3 separate regions of the Mus musculus genome follow, and all the other regions are linked to region 3. Evidence: chromatin contacts called from public HiCAR-type and capture Hi-C data. All regions are on one chromosome and are shown on one strand. The core of a region is the stretch at or near the end of the contact, and the rest is flanking DNA. Distances in the headings are between cores, read along the strand shown. Region 1 holds the start of Fam214a (family with sequence similarity 214, member A). Region 2 holds the start of Onecut1 (one cut domain, family member 1). Region 3 holds the start of Pigb (phosphatidylinositol glycan anchor biosynthesis, class B).

Evidence for each region. HiCAR-type assays count read pairs that join an accessible place to other places. Capture Hi-C pulls out chosen DNA fragments and counts their contacts.
Region 1: a HiCAR-type map of astrocytes shows a contact between it and region 3, with 5 times the contacts expected there. The contact joins the promoter of Fam214a here to the promoter of Pigb in region 3. A contact is called at or near these places in 1 of 484 Hi-C or Micro-C datasets (B cells), 3 of 115 datasets of contacts at active chromatin or transcription factors (astrocytes, embryonic forebrain and large pre-B cells) and 1 of 9 other capture datasets (pancreatic islet).
Region 2: a capture Hi-C map of embryonic stem cells shows a contact between it and region 3, with 4 times the contacts expected there. The contact joins the promoter of Onecut1 here to the promoter of Pigb in region 3. A contact is called at or near these places in 3 of 39 promoter capture datasets (cranial neural crest, hippocampal neurons and liver), 4 of 115 datasets of contacts at active chromatin or transcription factors (astrocytes, embryonic forebrain, embryonic stem cells and 1 more) and 1 of 9 other capture datasets (embryonic stem cells).

The regions. Positions count from the first base shown.
Region 1 is chr9:74,950,624-74,954,354 of GRCm38.p6, forward strand. Fam214a (family with sequence similarity 214, member A) reads left to right here and starts at 2,430. Exons shown (of 13, transcript NM_001113283.1): 1 at 2,430-2,655; 2 at 3,091-3,207. The coding sequence starts at 3,192.
Region 2 is chr9:74,859,662-74,863,175 of GRCm38.p6, forward strand. Onecut1 (one cut domain, family member 1) reads left to right here and starts at 2,260. Exons shown (of 2, transcript NM_008262.3): 1 at 2,260-3,514. The coding sequence starts at 2,636. Gm33562 (a long non-coding RNA gene) reads right to left here and starts at 3,475. Exons shown (of 4, transcript XR_870924.1): 1 at 3,401-3,475.
Region 3 is chr9:73,037,744-73,041,006 of GRCm38.p6, forward strand. It overlaps Pigb (phosphatidylinositol glycan anchor biosynthesis, class B), which reads right to left and starts at 1,956. Exons shown (of 12, transcript NM_018889.3): 1 at 1,719-1,956; 2 at 880-1,015. The coding sequence starts at 1,848. It overlaps Pigbos1 (Pigb opposite strand 1), which reads left to right and starts at 1,975. Exons shown (of 2, transcript NM_001308425.1): 1 at 1,975-2,122.

The sequences.
Region 1 (3,731 bases), core at 1,180-3,679, 1.9 Mb after region 3:
AGAGTTCTGTCAGAGGTCAGCTTTGCCAGGTCTACAAAGGAGGTTCCAGGACAGTCAGAACTACACAGTGAGATCCTCTCTTGAAAAACAAAGCACAAAACCAAACCAAACCAAAAAACCTAGAATCTCACTCTGTGGCCTTGGTTGACCTGGAATTCATTGTGTGGTTCAGGGTGGTTAAGGCTAGGAACAAACTTACAACAATCCTCCTGTCTCAACCCCAGAATGCTAGGATTACAAGTATTCTCTGAATGTGTTCTATTTCTGCATGTAATTATATTTATTATTGTGAAGGGTGTGTGTGTGTGTGTGTGTGTGTGTGTGTAGGCCAGAGAACAACTTGGGGGAGTCAGTCTTTTCTTCCACCATGTAGGCCTAGAGCTGGGTTGGTTGAACTCAGACCTCTAGGTTTGGCAGCAAGCACATTTTACCACCTAAGCCATTTTGTCAGCCCATTTTTTCTGTTCTTTATATGTCTAACAAAATAAGCCTGGGATAGGGGGTGATGGGTCACACCTCTTGTTGTGTCTTCATCTATATTCCACAACATTCTACATATTCTACAATAGCTGTTGTCTGACTCCAGATGTTGTGCTAAATTAAGTATTGCGGACTATCTATGACTGTTCTGTATATCTTCCATTACCAAGGTTAACCAGGAAGTGATCTCAAAACAAATCAAACTTTTGCCCCGTTTTTAAACCACATAAGACCTTATTAAATAGTACCCATGGGAAGTCTACCAGGAGTTAATGTTTGTAGCCATCACTATATCAACAAAGTCTTCCCATTGTCCAAAGGCCTACTTCCCACTGCCAGAACATCCCAGTGACTATAGTATTCGTTTGCTCAAACTAGCTTTGGAGCTAAAGTTAATAACTTCAGTTGTATACTTTATTTTATTGTACATGTCTAATCATCTAGAAAATATCACCTTTTCACAACCTAAATTTCATATATTTGATCTGAAGCAAACAAGTGATGATAATGATAATGACAATGACCATGGCTGGAGAGATGGCTCTGCAGTGAAAAGAGTTTGTAGAGGACCTGTATTCTGTCCCCAGCTTACAACTCTAGTGCCAGGAGATCCGACGCCCTCTTCTGGCTTTTAGATGAACTGCATGCATGTAGTACACAGATAAACACACAACTACCCATACATATAAGTACCGTTATTTTATTTTTAGGGTCTTGTGCATGCTAGGCAAGCACTTTACCACTGATCAGTAGTCCAAGCCTCACACATACATGAAAAATAAAATCTTTACATTATCATCATCATCATCAACAACAATAAATAAAATTGCCAATCTTGTGCTTTACAAAAACTGTGGGTTAAAAAAATAACCCTCTAAAAATGTAGAAACGGAAAACTATAGAGAGAGTCGACCACAGATGATCTTAGTCCTTCCTGTTGTGATTCTCATATGCAAAAAGAAAAAAAAAAGGTTCTTAAAAAAGCATGTTTTTTTCCCAATGAAACTAGACCCTTGCAATTTTGTACTTCTTCATTTGGGTTTGCCTATAAACTGAGTGGCTAATAGCTGCAACCCTTGTTGCTTTTTTTAGCTACAGCAATTCTTGACATCTGTTTGTGTTTAAATGATGACACAACATCAGAACACGCCGTGTCATCGTGTCACATTGTTATAGCACAACAAGAAAATTACAGCTCCCCAACAATAACATGGTGTCAGAAGTGTCCGCTTGGCGGTGAGTCAGTGCTCTAGAAGTTACAAGCTATTTTTAGCTCATCCAGTGCTTCTGAAGCTTGGGTTCTTAAGTCCTAGAGATGCAGAAAATCTAGGGGTGCAGTGGGAACAGGCCTTCCTTGGTTTCCAAGTACCCTTCTCTGGAAGGTATGGCTCCCCACCTTCCTGTCCTGGCCACATCAAACACGGATTCCATTGGGAAATTGCATGCATTTAAGGCTGGATTCCCAGTTCTTTTGCGCCAGGCCAGCATCCCTGTGGAGGAGTAGAAACTATAATTATCTTCCCGTCTGGGGTAAGCCCTAGGTTGACATCTCCCAGGTGACCCCAATGCACCCGGAGCGCAGTTCCTTGGCTGCTTAGGCGCGCGGTGCAGGCAGTCCCTGCGGGTCCCTGGGTCCTCTGAGACCCTTATCCGGGAAGACCGGTCCCCAATCTCCAACTCCAGGACGCGCGGCGGCGTTGCCATAACAACCGGCGCGCGCAGCCTCAGCGGAGGAAGTGACGAGAGTGGGTTGGCTGTTGTTGGGACACGTGACCAGGGTAGTGTTTTGACAGGGCAAACAGTGAGAGAAAGAGTAAAGAGCGAGCGAGCGAGGCGGGCAGGCAGCGGGGACGGTGGATGCGCGGGCGCAGCGTCTCGGCGTCTCGGCGTCTCGGCGGCCGCGGGGTAGATGCGCGCTGCGCTCGGGGAGGCGTGGCTCGGAGCACGGAGTGTGATGTGAGCGGCCGGGCGGCCGCAGAGAGCAGTGCCGGGAGGAGGAGCGAGGGGTCCCGGAGGGCGGCGAGCGGGCGGGCCATGGGAGCCGTTCCCGGGTGGGTTGAGCCACGCGTGGGTCGGCGCGGCTGAGGACATGCCCAGACTCTGCTGCTGACCGGCTCCGGCTGGAACCCGGCTACTGAAGCCTCGGAGGGGCTAGCCAGAGGGGATCCCCCGCAGGTGAGGCCCGGGGGGCTGCGGGGGCTGCTGCGCCCGAGCCCCTGCGGGGGTGCCTCGGTGCCCAGAGGCTACTGGACCGAGGGCTGCCTTAGCTCCTGTGGCCCGACTCTTCCTCCTCTGTGCCTGTACCTCCAGGGCATAAATAGATCCTGCTGGTGCTTCCGAGACGCTGTGTCAGAGGAGGACACCTTGGCCTGGAGAGCCCAGGGGCGGGGAACAGGGGTGCTAGGCCCGAGGACGCCGGGGGAGGCGGTGCGCAGACTTGAGCTGCTTTTTTTCGCCTTTCCTTCAGACCTGCCCAGGGTTCTGTCACCGCAGGTCTGCACCAGGAAGAGGCCCAACTTAGTAGTTTTCTTGCAAGATCCGGGGGAATTAAGACCCGTCTTTCTTTTTCTTTCTTATTTTTTTTTTTTTATGTTTATTTTGCTCTCTTAGCGTTTGGAAAACGAAGCAGAAGCCGTTGAGTCAGCCGTGTGCCGGTTGGAAGAACCCACACCTGTGTTTTACAGCACTTTGGGTGGAAATTGGATGCCAAAATGAAGCCAGACCGAGGTAAATGATTTATTTAAGTAGAGCTTGAGTTGTGTTTTGTTTCTCTGTCTCCTTCGGTGTTAACCTAATTTTCCGCAGGATCAACCATTCCTGTGTCAGACGTGACGAACTGTCTCTCTGAAGATACCAGACGCTGAGGGGAAAAAAAAGATGGACTTATGGAGTAGGTGGTTAAAGTCAGATGGGAAGGACCTGTTCTTAGAGAGTGTTTAGCAGGATGAAGGGGTCAAAGGAAGTGTTTGTTAGTGGCCACAGGCTTAGTATCCTTTTTAGTTGCAGTTCTTCAATTTTTTTAGGTGAAGTCAATCCAACTTCAGAAAAGTTTGTCAACTTTTGAAACTTGAGTTTGAACTTGATAAAAAGTAATATTTGTAGCCATTTGCATTTCATTCGCTGTTTGTTTGGGGTTTTTTTGGTGTGTTTTGTTTGTTTGTTGTTTGTTTTATAGATAGGGTTTTGTCAAGTTGTCTAGGCTGGCACAGGTCTTACCATGTAACCCAGGTAGGCCCAGAAGTCCCTAAGGA
Region 2 (3,514 bases), core at 1,010-3,509, 1.8 Mb after region 3:
CCTTTTGGTAAAGACTTGAGCTCCTTGATCCCACCTCTCTGGGGGCTCAGCTAAGAGTCACCGTGAAGAAGGACTTCCAAGATCAAGTCTCTAATTAACTGGAGGATGGTAGCACCATGAACGATGATGTGTGAACTAATACCCGATGATGTGTGAACTAATTCTTTCTTTCTTTCTTTCTTTCTTTCTTTCTTTCTTTCTTTCTTTCTTTCTTTTTAAGGAACAGTCGTTCAAGAAGAGATGGCCATAAGGGCAGATCAATCATTTCAATGGGATTAAAATATGGTGGAAGGAACAGTTGAGCTGAGATTATTTCAACCCATCCTTTGGTCTTACAAGAGATGCAAGCACTCTATACTACTGGAAAGGAGTTCAAGAAAGAAAAGAAAAGAAGGAAGGTAGATTTGGTTTCTAGAAAATATTTTGTACTTGAGTGTATCTGAAGCAATGATAAATAAATTAAATTAGTATTATTTTGGTTTTGCCAATGTATCCCCCCATGACCTTTTCCTGGGGGGTTCAGATTCCTAAATGATCATGACCAAGCTGGCTTGAAGTAGGGTCCACAGGAATTATTTGGGTAGGATGGATCCTGTTCTAATGTTGAGACCCAGCAGAGTTAGTCTTCTAGGAAGTGTTTCTGTACCCACTGACCTTGACTGTGGGCCTTGTGCTGTTAGAGGCAGGCACTTGGGTTAAGAGATGAGCCTGTTTGTACCTTAACTGATGAGATTTCAGGTTACCACACCCTGGGTTGACCACACCAAAATTTTCTTATAGACCCCACCACCACGACTCAATCCTAGGCTCTCTGAAAACCGTTACAAGGAAACACAGGCGGTGGGTTCTGTGTTTGGCACAGAGCAGGCCTCAGACACTTTGTTCAGTAGCTGAGCCCTGAAAGCCCGCTCTGAGGCTATCTTTATTGTGAGCACCGCTAGCCCCAGGCTGAGACTCGGCGCTGACCCGGCCGTAACTGCCAAGGGCCTGACAATGGGCACATCTGTCCTTTCTCCAAGGGATAAAAGCACCTAAGCAGACAAGGCTCTGCCTTTTGTTACGGACTTTTTTCTTTCTTTCTTTTGTAAATAAAAGAAAGCCGCGGCATGTGGCGGCCGGGTGTGTGTCCCACACTGGGGGCCTCCCCACGCGTCCCCACCAGGCTGAAGGCCCGGGTTCAATTCCGGATTGGAGCGTGACTGTGACAGGGGCACAATTATGCCCAAAGCTGAATTGATTTTCAAATCTGGAGGCTTCTTGCAGGGACGCCAGGAAAAGGAAAGCGTCCCTGCGGTCCAAGCCGCTCGGCTCAGCCGCGTGCACTCTGCCTGCGTGGGGTACTTCTTCCAAGCCTCTAGGTTCTTTTCTAGAAAGGCTGTGGAGTAACTAAAAAACCAGCTCCGTCCCCCCCCCCCCGCCCCCTTCCATGCTAACCAGGCCCTCTCTCCTGTCTCCCTCAGTATCCCCCAAGCAGAGTTATCCAAAGTGGGAGAGCTATCTTAATTGGGAGCAAAGTGACAGACCTTCTTTGAGGTCTGGGACAGTGAGGGGTGGCCTCGATCTGAGTGCTCCTCACTGAGCACAGATTCCTGAGTGCTCCTCGGCCCCGGGCTCAGATGGAGAAAGGTAGTTCGAGGAGTACTTGAGAGGATCATGGATGGCAGTTCGGGATACAGCGTCCCGACCTAGGCCTTCAGGGTATATACACGTCCCAAGTCCCCGTAGGACAACTATTTAAGGACAGTGAATGAGTTGGTCTCCAGCGATCCTCTAGGGAATAAAGCCCAATGGGCGAGTGGGCTTTGGGCCATGACATAGTTTCTACTCCCCGCCGGTAACCTGTACCGGGAACTAGCAACTCAGACTCAGGGGCTCTGGTTCTCAAACCTAGCTGGCTCACGGTGACAGAAACCAGGCAAGAAAGTCCGGATGGAAAGAGAGAGGGAGGTAGTGAGGAAGACCAGGAGGTAGCAAGTCTCCGAGGACTGTGGAGGCGGCTCCAGGTCGCACTCTGCGCGCGTCCCGTGCACGTGCTCACTGATCCCGGGCCATTCGGCGCCGCTGAGAAAGCTCTGTCCCCCCCACCCCCACCCCACCCCCTCGGTTCATTTGTGCTGGGACGTCACGGAGCGCTGGGACCGAGGGGGCGGGGCCTGGAAGCGCGCATGCGCGCTACGCCCGGCGGGCGTGAGGGCGGGCAGCGGCAGCGGCGGCGGCTACGGAATCGCAGCCACAGTCTGCAACAGTAACCGAGCCATGGCTCGAGCTGGCGGGCGGCACAGGCAGGCAGCAGCCGCGGCAGGCGCACGGGCCGCGTCAAGGGAGCCTGGGGCAGCAGGATTCTAAGAAGAGGGGCGAGAGGGGGCCGGGCTGGGTGGGCTAGGGGTACCGCGCTCTCCCAACAGCACGGGTCCTTTTTGGAAATTAATATTAAAAGAAAAAAAAAAGACAGAGGGGAAGGTGGGAGCAAGAGAGAAGGCAAGACACACACAGAGAGAGCGAGAGACACAGATCCCCACAGTGAGAGGAAGAAAGGCCACAGTCGCAGGCAGCCGATGTGAAGACTGGACTCCTTGCGCCCCTCGCCGCCTCTGCCCGGCCACATCGATGTTGCAGCCCGCTCGCCCGCATCACGATGAACGCACAGCTGACCATGGAGGCGATCGGCGAGCTGCACGGGGTGAGCCATGAGCCGGTGCCCGCCCCTGCTGACCTGCTGGGCGGCAGCCCTCACGCGCGCAGCTCCGTGGGACACCGCGGCAGCCACCTGCCTCCCGCGCACCCGCGTTCCATGGGCATGGCGTCCCTGCTGGACGGCGGCAGCGGAGGCAGCGATTACCACCACCACCACCGCGCCCCTGAGCACAGCTTGGCTGGCCCCCTGCACCCCACCATGACCATGGCCTGTGAAACTCCCCCAGGTATGAGCATGCCCACCACCTACACTACCTTAACCCCTCTGCAGCCGCTGCCGCCCATCTCCACCGTGTCCGACAAGTTCCCTCACCATCATCACCACCACCATCACCACCACCACCCACACCACCACCAGCGCCTGGCGGGCAACGTGAGCGGTAGTTTCACACTTATGCGGGATGAGCGCGGGCTGGCCTCTATGAATAACCTCTATACCCCCTACCACAAGGACGTGGCTGGCATGGGCCAGAGCCTCTCGCCCCTCTCTGGCTCCGGTCTGGGCAGCATTCACAACTCCCAGCAAGGACTTCCCCACTATGCTCATCCCGGCGCGGCTATGCCCACCGACAAGATGCTCACCCCAAATGGCTTTGAAGCCCACCACCCTGCCATGCTCGGTCGCCACGGGGAGCAGCACCTCACGCCCACCTCGGCCGGCATGGTACCCATCAACGGCCTTCCTCCGCACCATCCTCATGCCCACCTGAATGCCCAGGGCCACGGACAGCTCCTGGGCACAGCCCGAGAGCCCAACCCTTCGGTGACCGGCGCGCAGGTCAGCAATGGAAGTAATTCAGGGCAGATGGAAGAGATCAAT
Region 3 (3,263 bases), core at 706-3,205:
TCTATAGAGTTGGTTCTCTTTTTAAAATATTTATGTGTATGTGTGTGCACATGTATGTTCTGTGCACCAGCACATGCCTGGTGCACATGGAAGTCAGAAGAGGGCATCAATTCTCCTAGAACAGGGATTGTTAAAAGCCTCCATGTGGGTGCTGGGAATTGTCTGGTCCTCTGGAAGAGCCTGGTCCTCAGCAGTTAAGAGTAGTTCTAACCACTGAGCAATGCCAGCCTCTCTATCCACCCTTGTGTGAGTCTCAGGGACAGGATTATGGTGGCCGTGTTCGCAGGCTGTTACTAGCGGAGCCATCCCAATGACCGGGCTTTGTTTTGAAACAGAGCTAGTCCAGGCTATCCTTGAACTTCCGATCCTGCTGCTTCAGCCTCCCAAACGCTGGGACGGATTGTGCTTTTTACTTTCTCTATATCCGGGGGCTACAAATCATTTAGGTGTATATACTAATTCAAAGGCAGCGTCAAGTCATTTGTTGGTGTTCTTTTGTTGTTGGTGTTTTGTTTGTTTGTTGATTTTTGTTTGTTTTCCGAGACAGGGTTTCTCTGTATAGCCCTGGCTGTCCTAGAACTAGCTCTGTAGATCAGGCTGGCCTCAAACTCAGAAATCCACCTGCTTCTGCCTCCTAAATACTGGGTGGGATTAAAAAGTCATGTGATACCATGCCTATATTTTCTTTGTGTGTGTGTGTGTGTTTTTCTTCTCTGTCAAGTCTGTGTCAAAGGGAGACATACGGTAACTATCAGCACACAACAACAGCATACTTGGTTGAGCTGAAATTATTCAAAGAATTACTGAAAAGATATAATCATGAACTGAGCTCCTAAGATGAAGACACACTCAGAGTGGAAAAGAAACCATAAAGGATATCTGAAAACCATGCGGTGTGCAACTTCGAGGGACTGCCAGTATTCATCAGGAACAAAGCTTGTCTGCACTAAGAAGCAGTTAAGTATTCGCAGAGCGATGGTAAACAAGACCAGGTAAGTGTTTTCTCCAAGAAGACCTGGAAAGCAAATCAAAGCAGTAAGTGTGGCATAAAAGTGAGCGAGTTCCCCCCACCCCCCAATGCCACATGCCCGGTGCACTGGCTCCCTCTCTGTTAACACCTTCCACAGCACTCCACTGAGCTAGCTGAGGCACTAGCTCAGGGGTGGAACTCTTGTCTAGCTTGCTGAGGCCATGGAGTGTTTTCTATTCCCTAGCAATCTGTAGGGAATAGAAAACAACCCACGAACACCTCCCCCCACCGCAAAAAATAGATACAAACCCCACTAAAGAACACACAACGCACACACACACACAATTTGTTAACCACTGGTGAGTCTGAACCTGTTTTACTTGTGAGGATGCTAAGGTTCAGAAACTGCTTTGCCCAACACAAAAATACTGTTACTGACTAGGTAGTCGGTCGGCTGTTTCCAAAGTTTGCTTTTCCCAGTGTGCAGGCAGCCTGTATTTTCGCTTTAGTTACCAACAGTGGTGGTGCTTGGAGGTAGGGAAAGATTTTATGTGAAAATCTGTATGCCAGGTGTGATGATGTGACATCACCACACAGCACTGGGGAGACTGATGCAGGAGGATTGAGACACGTCTAAGCACAGTCAGCACAACACAGCGAAGAGACTGTGTTCAGCGAGCCTGAGCTCATTGCCACCACGCTGTGTAGTCCCAGGTGCCCCGAGCTCTGCCGTGAGCCCGGCACTCACCACGGCGCGGAGAGCGTTTCTCCTGCGCGCTCACGTACTGCCTGGACTTCCTCCTCCGCAGCTTCATTTCTCCCGAGCTGCCGTGGAGATTGCGGGAGGCCGGGTTATAGTCGGCGGCCTGGGACTCCATCCTCCCCGGCTACCTGCAGCCCACGGTGCCCGCCCCTCACTTTCTTGTAGGCGGACACATGCCACTAAGATTGGGCCCCGCGAGCCGCCGTCCCTTCGCTGCTCCGGCACTACCGCGGCAGGAAGTGCTGCCGGAAGCGGATGAGTCTCCGGGTGGGTCAGGAGCAAACCTCCCTGACCAGTGTTCAATGCTGGAAAAGACAAAAATAAAGATTCTGGATTCTTTACTCCGCCTGACACACCTCGCACAGCGCCCGCCGAGGAGGCGCTCGGAGGTAACAGAGCAGAGGGAGGCAGTGCATCGCTGAGGACCAGCTCCCGGGTGACCGCGGTGCTCATCCCTCACGCCACGTCCTCGCGTGGGAAGTTTCATCACGGTTCTTACAATAATAGGAAAAAGTTATAACTCAATGAATTTTTATTATCAATTTTTTACCACCCCAATGGATTTCTCTATCCCTAATTATCTATTTTCTAATCAACTTTTTATTTTCTGGAGTCGATCTCACTATGTAGATCAGACTGGCCTTGAACTCGGGAGAATTACCGTCTCTGCCTCATGAGTGCTGGGATTTAATGCCTAAGCCACCACACTCTGTCTCCTCTTATCTTTGTGACAGGGCCACAGTCTTATATAACCGTGGCTGGCCTGGAACTTGCTGTGTAGACCAGACTGGCCTCAAACTCCTGCCTCTGTCTTATGGATGTTGGGATCAAAAGCATGGGCCATCATGACCAGCAATCAAGGCATTTAAAAAATTAGTTGGTGGGGGCTGGAGAACTGGTTCAGGGCTTAAAAACACTGACTGCACTTGCAGAATACCCATATACTAGCCTGGTGTCTCCGAGGGTACCAGGCATGCGTGCTATTGCAGATACATACATGAAGACGAACACCCATACACATAAATTGTCTTTTGTGTGGTCAACTGTATAATCCAGGAGAAGACATGCTTTTCTTTCCTCGGCGAGCTTAAATTATGCCTGAGAACTATTTAGGGCAAGCTCCTTACAGTACAGGAAGGAGTTGCTGATTATTTTTGTGACCTGAGGCTTGGATTAAGGATCCATATCGGAGTCCAGAAAGTGTGTGGCTCCTTCCCTGTGCTCTCTTCATTCACAGCCTCTGACCCAGATGCTGAGGGGGTTGACACGGAAAGTGCTGTGTTGTTCATTTGTCACTTTCTACTGTTTTCAGTTGTTGGATCGAGAAGCAAAATCTTCTACACCCCCACCCCATTTTTCTCAAAGAAGGCATGCAAATGATTTGCGTTTGATTTCTCCTAAAATATCAAAAGAACTCAACATAATTTGCTTTTGCTTTTTTTGAGATAGGCTCTTACTATGTAGCCTTGGCTGGCTTGGAACTCAGCTCTTTAGACCAGACAGGCCTCAGACTCACATAGTCTCTGCCCA